Regions from separate parts of the Drosophila melanogaster genome. Here region 1 is linked to region 2. Evidence: chromatin contacts called from public Hi-C data. All regions are on one chromosome and are shown on one strand. Each heading gives the region's core, a stretch centred on a gene start, on an enhancer-like site or on the middle of the called end of the contact. The rest is flanking DNA. Distances are from core to core; before and after follow the strand shown. Region 1 overlaps eag (ether a go-go). Region 2 overlaps rut (rutabaga).

Evidence for each region. A called contact is a pair of places that touch in the nucleus more often than the background predicts.
Region 1: a contact with region 2 is called in a Hi-C map of the Kc167 cell line, with 1.9 times the contacts expected there. The contact joins two enhancer-like sites. A contact is called at or near these places in 7 of 107 Hi-C or Micro-C datasets (the Kc167 cell line, cellular blastoderm embryo, embryo and 1 more).

Annotation. Positions count from the first base shown.
Region 1 is chrX:14,987,252-14,992,893 of dm6, forward strand. eag (ether a go-go) reads left to right here. Exons shown (of 17, transcript NM_078603.4): 5 at 3,069-3,181; 6 at 4,095-4,145; 7 at 5,469-5,600. Among named protein-coding and RNA genes, the nearest start is that of be, 34 kb to the right of the region's middle. Within about 2 kb of position 2,065, at least 4 of the 39 cell types and tissues checked have an H3K27ac peak or open chromatin away from gene starts, as enhancers often do. A contact at or near this core is called in the Kc167 cell line, where this site is marked.
Region 2 is chrX:14,787,094-14,792,213 of dm6, forward strand. rut (rutabaga) reads right to left here. Exons shown (of 18, transcript NM_078601.4): 16 at 4,155-5,120; 17 at 3,088-3,785; 18 at 385-3,019. The coding sequence ends at 2,577. It overlaps lncRNA:CR45522 (long non-coding RNA:CR45522), which reads left to right. Exons shown (of 3, transcript NR_123906.1): 3 at 1-804. Among named protein-coding and RNA genes, the nearest start is that of Ag5r, 3.1 kb to the left of the region's middle. Within about 2 kb of position 3,413, at least 3 of the 39 cell types and tissues checked have an H3K27ac peak or open chromatin away from gene starts, as enhancers often do. A contact at or near this core is called in the Kc167 cell line, where this site is marked.

The DNA.
Region 1 (5,642 bases), core at 815-3,314, 200 kb after region 2:
AATTAATTTGCGCATATTTTTGCTGGCCATTAAAAAACCATTGTCGAACTTAATGCACTTTGCTGCTCAGCGAACGTAATGCAGATGGACAGGAAGGCTTTTACTATGTTTTTATCTTTTGTAATTGAGGAAAAATGCCACAACGTATCATAAAGAGGATATACAATATATAACAAATTACGCTAACATCTCTGAAATACATAATGAATATCCGAATCGGCATACCAAAAATGTTAAGGCAATGTGAATCCCATTGGTAAAGTTGGTTTAATTTTTTCGCGGAAAATTGGTCTACTTTTCCCCCTAACCCGTTATTCTTTTGTGCCTACCGCTTGCGTTTCCATTTCCCATTACACTGTTGCAAATTGCCTGCCGGTGGTCCTGGTCAAACAAATTTTCTATGCAATCCTTTGGTGAATTGATGTGATGGAAGAGAAGAGCGAGTGCAATGTGAAAGAGATGGCTATAACAAAAAAGAAAGAGATGGGTAGAAATAGTGTTAACTGCATTTGTTTGCCTGAATTCGGCGAGGACTTTCGCTGGTCGTGAACTCGGTACCTCAATCTATTTTTTTTTTTCTGCTTTCGCCTAAACCCCTTCTCTTTCCACTCCATCTCAATCTATCTCTTTCGCCCACCAGCCTCATAAATCAACAAGCGGCTCGCCCAGAGGCCAGCGTATCCAATGATTCTCCCGAGAATTGTTTGTAATTTGCAGGCCAAAAAAAGCGGCCCTAAAAAAGAATAGAAATACGGTTCGTTCGTCAGCTCACCTGCTGCAGCATCAGCGGTCCCGAAAATTCCCCAGGTGGAAAAAAATACAAGTTTTTAATGCCAATCTGCCGTTTAGCTAGCGCAACTGCCATCTCCTTCACACACTGGGCACCACTTTCTATCCCTCTCGTTCTTTCGCTTAATCCGCCAGTGTTGTTGTTGCTGTGACCCACTTTTGTTGTTGTCCTTCTTTTTATTTGTTTCTGTTCTCTGGTCGCGTGTGATCCAAAAAACACAAAAAGAATGCAATGAAACAACTGGAATGACGGCCAAAGGCAACCAGAAAACAGTGGCCAGCTAAAAAGAAAAGCACAAATAGAAAGAAAGGAAACAGAAGAAAGTGGATGAAGAAATGCAAAAAAAAAAACAAAAAAAGAACCAAAGGAAACGTTTGATTTTCACTCGACATTTGCTTCAATGCAATTTCTTTTGGCGCAACGCAAATCGCCTTTTGTTGCTCTAAAGTTTACTGTACAGTATAAACTCGTTAGGAATCACTATATTTTCACTATTGATAAAATAGTGTTTCTACCATTCATCATGGTTATATGTGTATTTCTATTCAGCTAAGGCTTAGAAAATGTTTTGTAACTGTTAGAAAGGCCAACAAGATTGCGTATACGACTAGGTGCTCGACTTAATGCCCTATGAAAATTTTTAACAATTTCAAGAGTTTAAAATAATACTCCTTTGCCATGCGCACTTACTTACATTTGATTTAGAACAAAAATCCTGTCTTTGGAATTTCATCGCACACTTTTTGGCGCCATGAAAAAAAGGGTTTCGAAATCACTTAAGTGCATTTTCACCGAGTAAAGGCCTTTGTGCACGGCTCCCCCAGTATATGTTAGATTGAATTAGGGATTTTCGTTGAGTGCTTTTCGTTGGACCCCCTAGAAAATAATAGAATTTCGAGTGCTTGTCGAGGGCTTTTACTGTGCTCCACCCATGAGCACATAAACACTTTGTGCATCCATATCTATACGTATGTACATACATATATACACGTATATCTAATATATCTATGGCCATATCCCCGAATCCAGGACCTGTTTTTTGTTTGCTTTGTAACCCAATTTCGTTTTTTGCCCCTATGTGTCTATGTGCGAACACAATGTACACACACATATTAACGAACCCGTGACGTCGCCGTTTCGTAGTTTGTTGAACTTTTGTTCGTGGCACGAGTAAAGCAAAACAACAGAAATTAACTACTGCTCCTCCATCTCCACTTCCCTGCTCATGCTTTCCCACATTTCCTTCGGCTGCGTTCTCGTTTCAATTCGTTCGCCGCTGACGTCATCAAGCCTGGCCCGAAAAGTATGCAACACTTTTTGTTCGACACTGCAAGTGGTTTCCCTGTCCCGATTTTGAGCTGACTTTTCCAAGTCAATACACATAGGCAACGAAAGTTTAGTCCCCTGTTTAGCCCAGAAACTCGATCATTAATTATTTGGTTTTCATTGGAAAAGCGAACGAAAAATAATACATTCAACAAAAGGTATTCACAGAATATGCATAAGAAAGCCAACCAGCGCGCTTATAGTAATCAACTTTACGTTGGGGAAAGCTGGGAAAAGTTTTCCACGCATAACTTTCGGCCGTATGTTGGGAGTATCAAATATCGGAATACAGTTTTTGATTTCAATAATCCAGGTAAAGGCAACACTGTTCGAAAAGAGTGTGCTTTCAATGAATAAACTAAAAATTCAAAGTTAGGAAATATATTCTTATTTTAACCAAATGCAATTAATTTTCTTTAGCTCTCGGAATTTCTTTATGTGTTTCTACTACTCCTTGGCCTAATATAATATATAAATTATTGACCTGAGTCCCAAGGAAATGTGTGACCCCATCGGTTGAGCAGCGGTGCATTAAATTGATATTTGTTTAATACATTTTGCTGTGCGCAGTGAAGCTTCTTCGTATTTTTGCTCGATGGGCCCCAGGTGCATCAATCTTGTTTTGTTCGGCATGTTTTCCTCCAATTGGAACGCTTGCTGTTTTCCCATTTTCCGCTGCATGTGCTTGCCCTGGTGTTCATGTGCATATGTGTGTTTGATTTTCATATAGGTTTGCGTGTGTGTTGTTGTTGTTGCTGTGTGTGTGTGTGTGTGCATTTGTGGCATGCAACCAATGTAAAGCTAACCAAGAATAATACCTCGTCTGCTCTCCACATCTCTTTCTATTTCTTCTGGCATCTCCTGCCCGGCAACCTGGCAACCTGGCATTCTGGCATTCTGGCATCGTTGCATCCACATTCACATCCTTGGACACAAAAAAAAAACCCAACAGATGCGGCTTCATGTATGGCGAGCTGACAGACAAGGAGACGGTGGGACGGCTGGAGTACACGCTGGAGAACCAACAGCAGGATCAGTTCGAGATTTTGCTGTACAAGAAGAACAGTGAGTATACTTTTGGGAAGTGCACTGGCCTTTGACCCCCTTACCAAGATCGATTGTTGTGTGCTAAATTGCCTGCGCCTAATGGCCGAAAGTTGAAGCTAATGCTATACCCAAATCAAAGTCGCCCTGCTATGCAAAAGGTCCTTTGTCCTTTTTTTGCGACAACACACTTATGGTAGAAAAATCAGCTATTGCTTTGGAATAATTATTTAAGCAGAAATTGCAGTCTTTAAATTGAATTACAAAATAACTATTTAGAAGAGTTCAAGTAAATTTATAACATATTTTCTTTTTAAATATAAAACGCAAAAAAAATCCAAAATAAATTGGAAACAAAACGATGGAAAAAAACTATCTTTTTAGCATTTATCTTAGCTATGCCGGTTATCTGCAGCTCAAAATGTTCTTCCTACAAGTGTGTCCAAATTTCGAATCCAAATTAATTTTTTAACCGCCACTGTAGGCTATTTGGCTTTATGCTCGACTTGTGCCCAGTGTAAATTGTTCATTTCGTGAATTTCTGACTCCGAACCTTTCATAATTCATTCCCAAACAGCCAAGCCCCCAAGCCCTTCGAACCCCCTTTGAATTCTATTTGCGAATGTGCACAACCCTCTACCTCTACCACCTGCCACCACGTAATGCCAACAAATTGGGGCTGCGATGGCAGCCCGCCGGCACTTTTGAGTGGGGCCCATCAATCAAGCTGCCAGCCAGCCCGTCCAGACACCTGTAGTATTTGCCCATATCCGTTCAATCCCAAAACCCCAAACTCAATCCCAATCCCAATCCCAATCCCAGCCAAATCAAGTGGAATCGAGTCGTGCCACGGCCACTCATAGAAGCTCACCAGCGAGTATCGCCAGATATTTTTGGGTGTCGAGCTCATGAATTAACGCCTTTGAGTTTTCAGATTTGCAGTGTGGCTGCGCTCTCTCGCAGTTTGGCAAGGCACAAACCCAAGGTATTGAAAAGTGGTTGCTATTGAGGGGGTTTGGTGGGGAGGTGTGTGTGGCATTTTCCGCGCTACCAGTGGAATTTTCCGAGTGGCAATACTACTGCTGCCATGGTTTCCATCTCGATTCGTGTCTTGGCAGTCTGCCCGCAGCAATATTTCCACATCCTGTTGCATCTGCGGTCAGAGATAAAAAGGGAAATATGGGTAGGGGAGCATAAATTGGCATAAATCAATTGAAAAATATGGAAAAGTGCAACATCTGGCGCGCTTCGGATTGGTAAAACCAAACTGAGATAGCAAAATATTTGCTTCGATTCGGATTTGGGCCAAGGAGAGCCAGACTAGTGAAGAACAACAATAGCTGAATATCCCACTGACAGGTGTCCCCTGACAATTGGATATAGACAGAGTAAATTAATCCAGTCAGTTGCCATCAATCCTGGCATCGGAATCGTATACTTATACGTTTAGAAATTGGAACAGAGAGACTGAAACAATGTGACCGCACATAAACATTCGCCGGAAACGGAAGTAGCAAATTGTGCTTGCAATTGGTGAATAATTATGCCATCAAATACAAACGCACACGTACACACAATCGGAACGGAACAGAGAGAGAGAGAGATAGATGTGCTTTAATGGCAATTACGAGAATTGCGGTCGTTAGCAGTACGTGTAAAAAATAAATAAGTCTTGGGCAATTAAAACTAACGTACTGCCTGCAGATCCCTTTAATAACTTATAATTCTAAATTATGCAGACAGACATATAAAAAATACATAGTCCTCTGATGAAGAAGTTTCTTCGTAAATTTTATATAAAATATAAATAAATACTACAATTATACCTTTATTATTTAAACACTGACTGCATATAAGTATGTCAATATCCCTGAAAATGAATGTGTGACTTAAATGCGTTAATTTACATTGGCAAACGCATCGATTGCTTCGACAATCGGTGGGCTCATTGAATTATTCATGCGCAGAGACAAAGGACGAAAACAGTTTCAGCTGTTGCACACATATGGAGCGCACTGTACGATGGCGATTTACATGCTGGCCATTGTGTCTGAATGCTGCATTGAGCATTCCGAATCCAACATCCATTAACCAGCGTTCCATATCAATAATTGCAATCCAATGAAATGTCCGTCTGCGTGTCTGTCTCACCGCTATTTCCGTCTGTGTCTCCTGTCATGACCCCAATGCGAATGGAATTACATATACTCGTGCATATGTATGGGTATATGCATCTCTGGTGTTCGGTATCCCCTTTTGTCCCGTACTTACCTATAATTGTTATTAATTCCGATTCGCATACCCGCAGAAACCCCACTATGGCTGCTGCTACAGGTCGCACCCATACGCAACGAACGCGACCTGGTGGTGCTCTTCCTGCTGACCTTCCGGGACATCACGGCCCTCAAGCAGCCCATCGACAGCGAGGACACGAAGGGAGGTAAGTGAACGCTTCACAGTTCCTTCTAGAAATCACCCATGG
Region 2 (5,120 bases), core at 2,163-4,662:
AGAAAGTCCGGCGCACGTGTCGCTATGACCCTCTTCGCCAAACCAAATGTTAGCCCAACTGCAACATAGACAAAAGCCATTAGATCAAGAGCGAAACCCACTAGCCAAGACAAAGATATTTACCCAGCTGCCAGGAACACCCTTAGCCAAACGATTTGCCAGTTTAGCCAGCAAAATTTTGGCCTAAACTATTGTACTTTTGGGTTAACAAATTAACAAACAAATAAACAAATTGCAATGATTTAGAATAACTTCTTTTTTTCTTGATTTGAAAAAAGAAAGTATAAACCAAGTATTGTGTTAAGCTGCATTGCGAAATAATTTTTTTTAGTTGAATACGAAAGAAATATGCCAGCAAAATCATCCAAAAATACACCAGTTTATATTTTTGTATATATATATATATAATTTTCTGACATATTTGATATGCTGACATTTTATGTATTTCTAGTAGGGTTTTTTTCTTATTCAAACAGGCCTGTTCCATTTTCCCCAAATACGTTTTCAAAATCATTACTTTTAACCGATTACAATGCGTACTTTTGAAAAACTTAGGAAAAGCTACAAATTGCAATGTAGATCAGAAAATTAAAAAATTTAAAAAAAAAACCGAAAATAAAGAAATTCTTGATTTTATTGCTAACAAATAATGTTTTTTTACTCGGAATCTGGAACAGTCCTGATGATTCAACTTTTGCCAAATTGATAATTGCATTTATGAATCAAAATGAGTCGACAATTGGCCTTTGGATTCAGAATTCATTCCTGCTTATAAGGCATTGTTTTCCCGCCATTATTTCGTGTAGATATAGACAGATGACTGCCATTGCATATATAATATTAAATTCTTTACCATTTACGTTCTTTTTAGTACAGAAAAATAAATATATACTTGCACGAGTCCAACTTCCTGTCTCTGCTTCAGTGTACAATTTTATGAATGTGTGTATATATAGATATATATTTATTCCAGCTGGTTCTCAGTTTCATTTATATGTACATATGTATTTGATGTATACATTTCTGCGCTATTTGTGTTTATATATTTGCATAAGAAGTTTATCTGTGGGCCGTTTGCAGTTCTTGCATTAGCTGTGGTTGTTGCTTTCATTATATATCGTTTTGCGTTGGTGTAGTTTTGTTAATAATATTTGGCGCTCCTAGGGCGACTTAATAAATTGCACACACAAAATATGGATTTGTTTGTTCACATTTATCATTTACCTTATTTATCATTTGCACAGTTGTACGAGATTTTTTTTTCTTTCAGTTTATATTCATTTGCTTGGTGTTGGTTGTTTGTTTGGTTTTTGGTTTCATTTATTGGGGTCGGGACAACAATATCAAGAATATTTCTTTTGTCTCTGCATCTTATATGTCTAATAATTGTAAATCCTCTTCCATCATTTCGAATATTCTATATACAGATCTTATAAACGAATACACTGAAGTGTAGCATAGCAAATGAAATTTGACAATTGTGCAGCAGGCAACATGGTGGAGTCCACTTTAAGTGACTCCCATCGAGCACTCGGGAACTTAAACTAAAAATTTGCAACATCATATATATTTGGAATACAAAAGCTAAGTTTAAACCAGTTTCTGTGTTTTGCCGTTGAGCCCAAGAATGGGCCACAAACAAATACATACATTTAAGATCAAAGACGCTTGGCGTGGGGCACGGGCGCATTGGAGCTCGAAAAATGGAACCGGAAAGGAAAACAGAGGGATTTACGTATCTTACGCTGGTTATATTAATATTAATATACGAATTGGTAGGTAGATCTCAAGTGATTAAGATTTCGATTTCAATTTCAAATTCGAATTAATGGTGGTGGAGCAGTCTATGGGCAATTTATAGCCTTAAAGTAATATCGAAAAAAAAATATTTATAACTTTTTGTTTTATTTACAACATGTCATGCATTGGTTGTGGCTTCGTATAAATGGCCAAATCTTTGCTTATTCGATTAAAATGGTACATATACATATATATATATATTTATATATATTTATACACTAATAACATATGGGAGTGGTCAGGGGTCGCCTAGCTGCGATCCTTCGCTATCTAAGTCCTTAAAAGGACTAAGCGCACTAAACGATGGATTCATGGATTAGCATTGGATATCTCAAGTTGCGGCTAAATATTCATTTTGCTTTTCACGCGGTATAGTAACTGGAACGCTTAACTGGGCCAATTGGCGACGGGGTAACCAATGACTACGTGTTTACTTTCAATACATATAGATCTTCTTGCATATACTAAATATATACTATATATATATATATATATATATGAGTTAATACCTGCTAGGCATGATCTAGCCACAGTAAAGTAAACGGGCTTACATCTAGGGGTGCCTTAGAGCAGCTTTAAGTGCCTCTGCTTCTATACATACATAAATATATATATATATATATATATTTCGATATATGCATATCTGTCACCTATTCTAGATTTAGTTTACTATAGTTTAGGTTGCTTTATTGTAAATTATTAGACACCATTTGCATATAGCAATAACAACGTTTGAGTGTTTAACGCTCCACCTGCTTCACACGAACTTTCAATCTTTACTCTCTCAACTCCTCGGCGGACTGAAACTGAACCGGAGCCAAATGCGATTGGGCTTGAGTGTGCTGCGGATTCTGCTGCAGCTGCTGTTGGTGGTGTTGCTGCTGTTGCTGCTGTTGCTGTTGCTGCTGTTGTTGATGTTGCTGCTGTGCCGGTGATAGAGGCTGCCCAAATTTACTGGAGATCTTGTGCGAGGCATTGACGATGGCCAGCTCGTGCTTGGAGTCCAGATCGCAGTCGTAGAGGCCGCTCAGCGAGTCCAGGCTAAGCAGGCGGGAGCTGGCCCGGCTGGACACCGAAGTGTCGTCCACGTCCGGCGCGTTATACAGCGAGTTGACATCCGAGAGAGCGCCCTCGGCATCGGTGAGACCAGCTTCGTTCAGCAACGAGATGTTCTCCAGTCCGGGCTCATCCGTAATGTAGCCCGTGGACTCGGCTCCCCCTGAAAAAAAAAAATAAAACAAAGCATTAGTTATGGTTAGAGAAAATGGTAGAGATCTCAGTTCTCACCTGTTGCTTCCTCACGACAATCGTCATCCGACCACTCCGATTGGCTCTCCAACGGATTGGAGTCCATGGACTGGTGATTGAGATGGGTTGCTCCATACTTCAGCTCGTCGTTTATCACATTGGCCTCCAGGCCGCGCATGCTGCCGTTAGTCAGCGGTGCCGCCTCCCGCCCGCCATTCCGGTGGTCCTCCTCTTCGTCGTCATCGTCGTCCTCCTCCTCCACCTCGTCGTCGTGGTGATTGCCTGCCTCTGTTGCAACCTCCGATCGTTTGTGATTGAGCTCGGACTTTTGTAGGCGCTTCTGTCGCACATCACGACCCACTTCGTCGTCCTCAAACTCCTCATCGGCCAGGTTGTCCTCGGTGTCGTCACGCTCCTCCTGCTCCTGCACATGGTTGTAGCGCTGCTGTTGCTGCTGCCTCTGTTGGTGGTGATGGTGGTGATGATAGCGTTGGTGTCGCTGCTGCGACTGCGACTGCACCGCTCCATCCAGTCCGTCCAGACTCTCGTGGCTGTACTGCAGCTCCTTGGAGCGCGGTCGCTGGCGATGCGTCCTCTGTGGCTGCTGGTGATGCTGACCGTGATGCGCATGGCTGCCATTCAGCTCCTTGGCCGTATGCATCTCCAGCATGGCCAGCACATGCATCTGGTTGCGGTTCTCGTGCAGAATCTCGCAGGACTCCGTGTCCGAGGTTTGCCTGCAAGAGTCACACATTCGCTCGATTGGATAAGGTTTTCAGATATGCATATATCATTTAAAGGATTTAAAATTAAAATTAATATAAAGCCAACCCCCATACCGGTAATGAAAGCGGCGAACCTACACCATATGTCATGGAATGGAAGCTGTCGTCATGGTCAGTGATGGGATTAATAACATAGGTAGACTATCAAATATTGTATATGTAAGTCATATAAAGGTAAAAGGTCAAAGGTAAAGTAATCCCCCTTCAAAAGCACTTTCCTTGTGGAATTTTTGATTTTTTTTTTTATCGAATTGAGGGATAAACAACTAAGTAAATATGTCCTACCAAGCTTCTTCCCATCACTGGTCATGGTCTACTCACATTTGGCTGGACTCCGAGGGATTCTTGTTGCGCGTTATCTCCTTGATGGCTTCCAAGCCCACCGGATGTTTGGCGATCATGAAGCTATTACTGCCCAGCAATTTGCCACCGGCCAGATGCTCGTGATCCATATTCTGCTGCTGCTCCGTCTTGTGGTGACTGCTGTTGTTGTTGCCACTGTTCGAGTTGCTGCCGCTGCCGCCGCTGAGATTGCCATTGCTGCTGCCGCTGCCACCGCTGCCATTGCCCACCGCCGAACCTGAACCTGATCCCGATCCGGATCCGGATCCGGATCCTCCAACGCCATGTCCATTCGCAGAGCTCAGCTTCCCATTGCTGAGGGAGTAGCTCAACTCACGGCTTCCATTGCTGGCCGTCTGATCTGTGGTAGAGATGGCTCCAGCCGTCGTTGTCGCAGTCGCCAGGCAACGAGCTCGCGAGGATTCGTTAAGCAGACGTTGCAGTTCACGCTCGAAGGGCGACTTGGTCGCGATTGCCGCACCCGCTGCCGTTCCAACTGCTGCCTTCTGAAAGTCGAAGCTGTTGCAGCTGTCGCCCTTGTGTTGTGTGTTGCTCGTCGTGTTGCTGTTAGTGTGATGGCCCTGGCTCTCGGTGGTGGAGCTTAGCTCAAAGTCATGCAGGTGGGCCATGTCGACGACCGGAGAGGTGGGATCCACCTGAATGTCGCAGGGGTAGAGCCATTGCAATGGGTTGACCAGACCACCGGCGGGCAGGTGGTAGCCATTGCGATGATGCAGGTGGCCACCATTGACCATGCGCGGCGAGTCCTCATCGCCTTCACCTTCGCCCTCTGTGGTCTTCGAGTAGCTCTCATCCGAGCTGCTCATCGAGGGCGAGTGTGGTCGTGAGCTCAGATCATCCGTCGAGGACATGTCGCGGCTCTCCTCCAGATCCGTCGGCAGCTTCGGCAACGGCTTCATGTACGTTCTCAGCACTGGCTTCGGC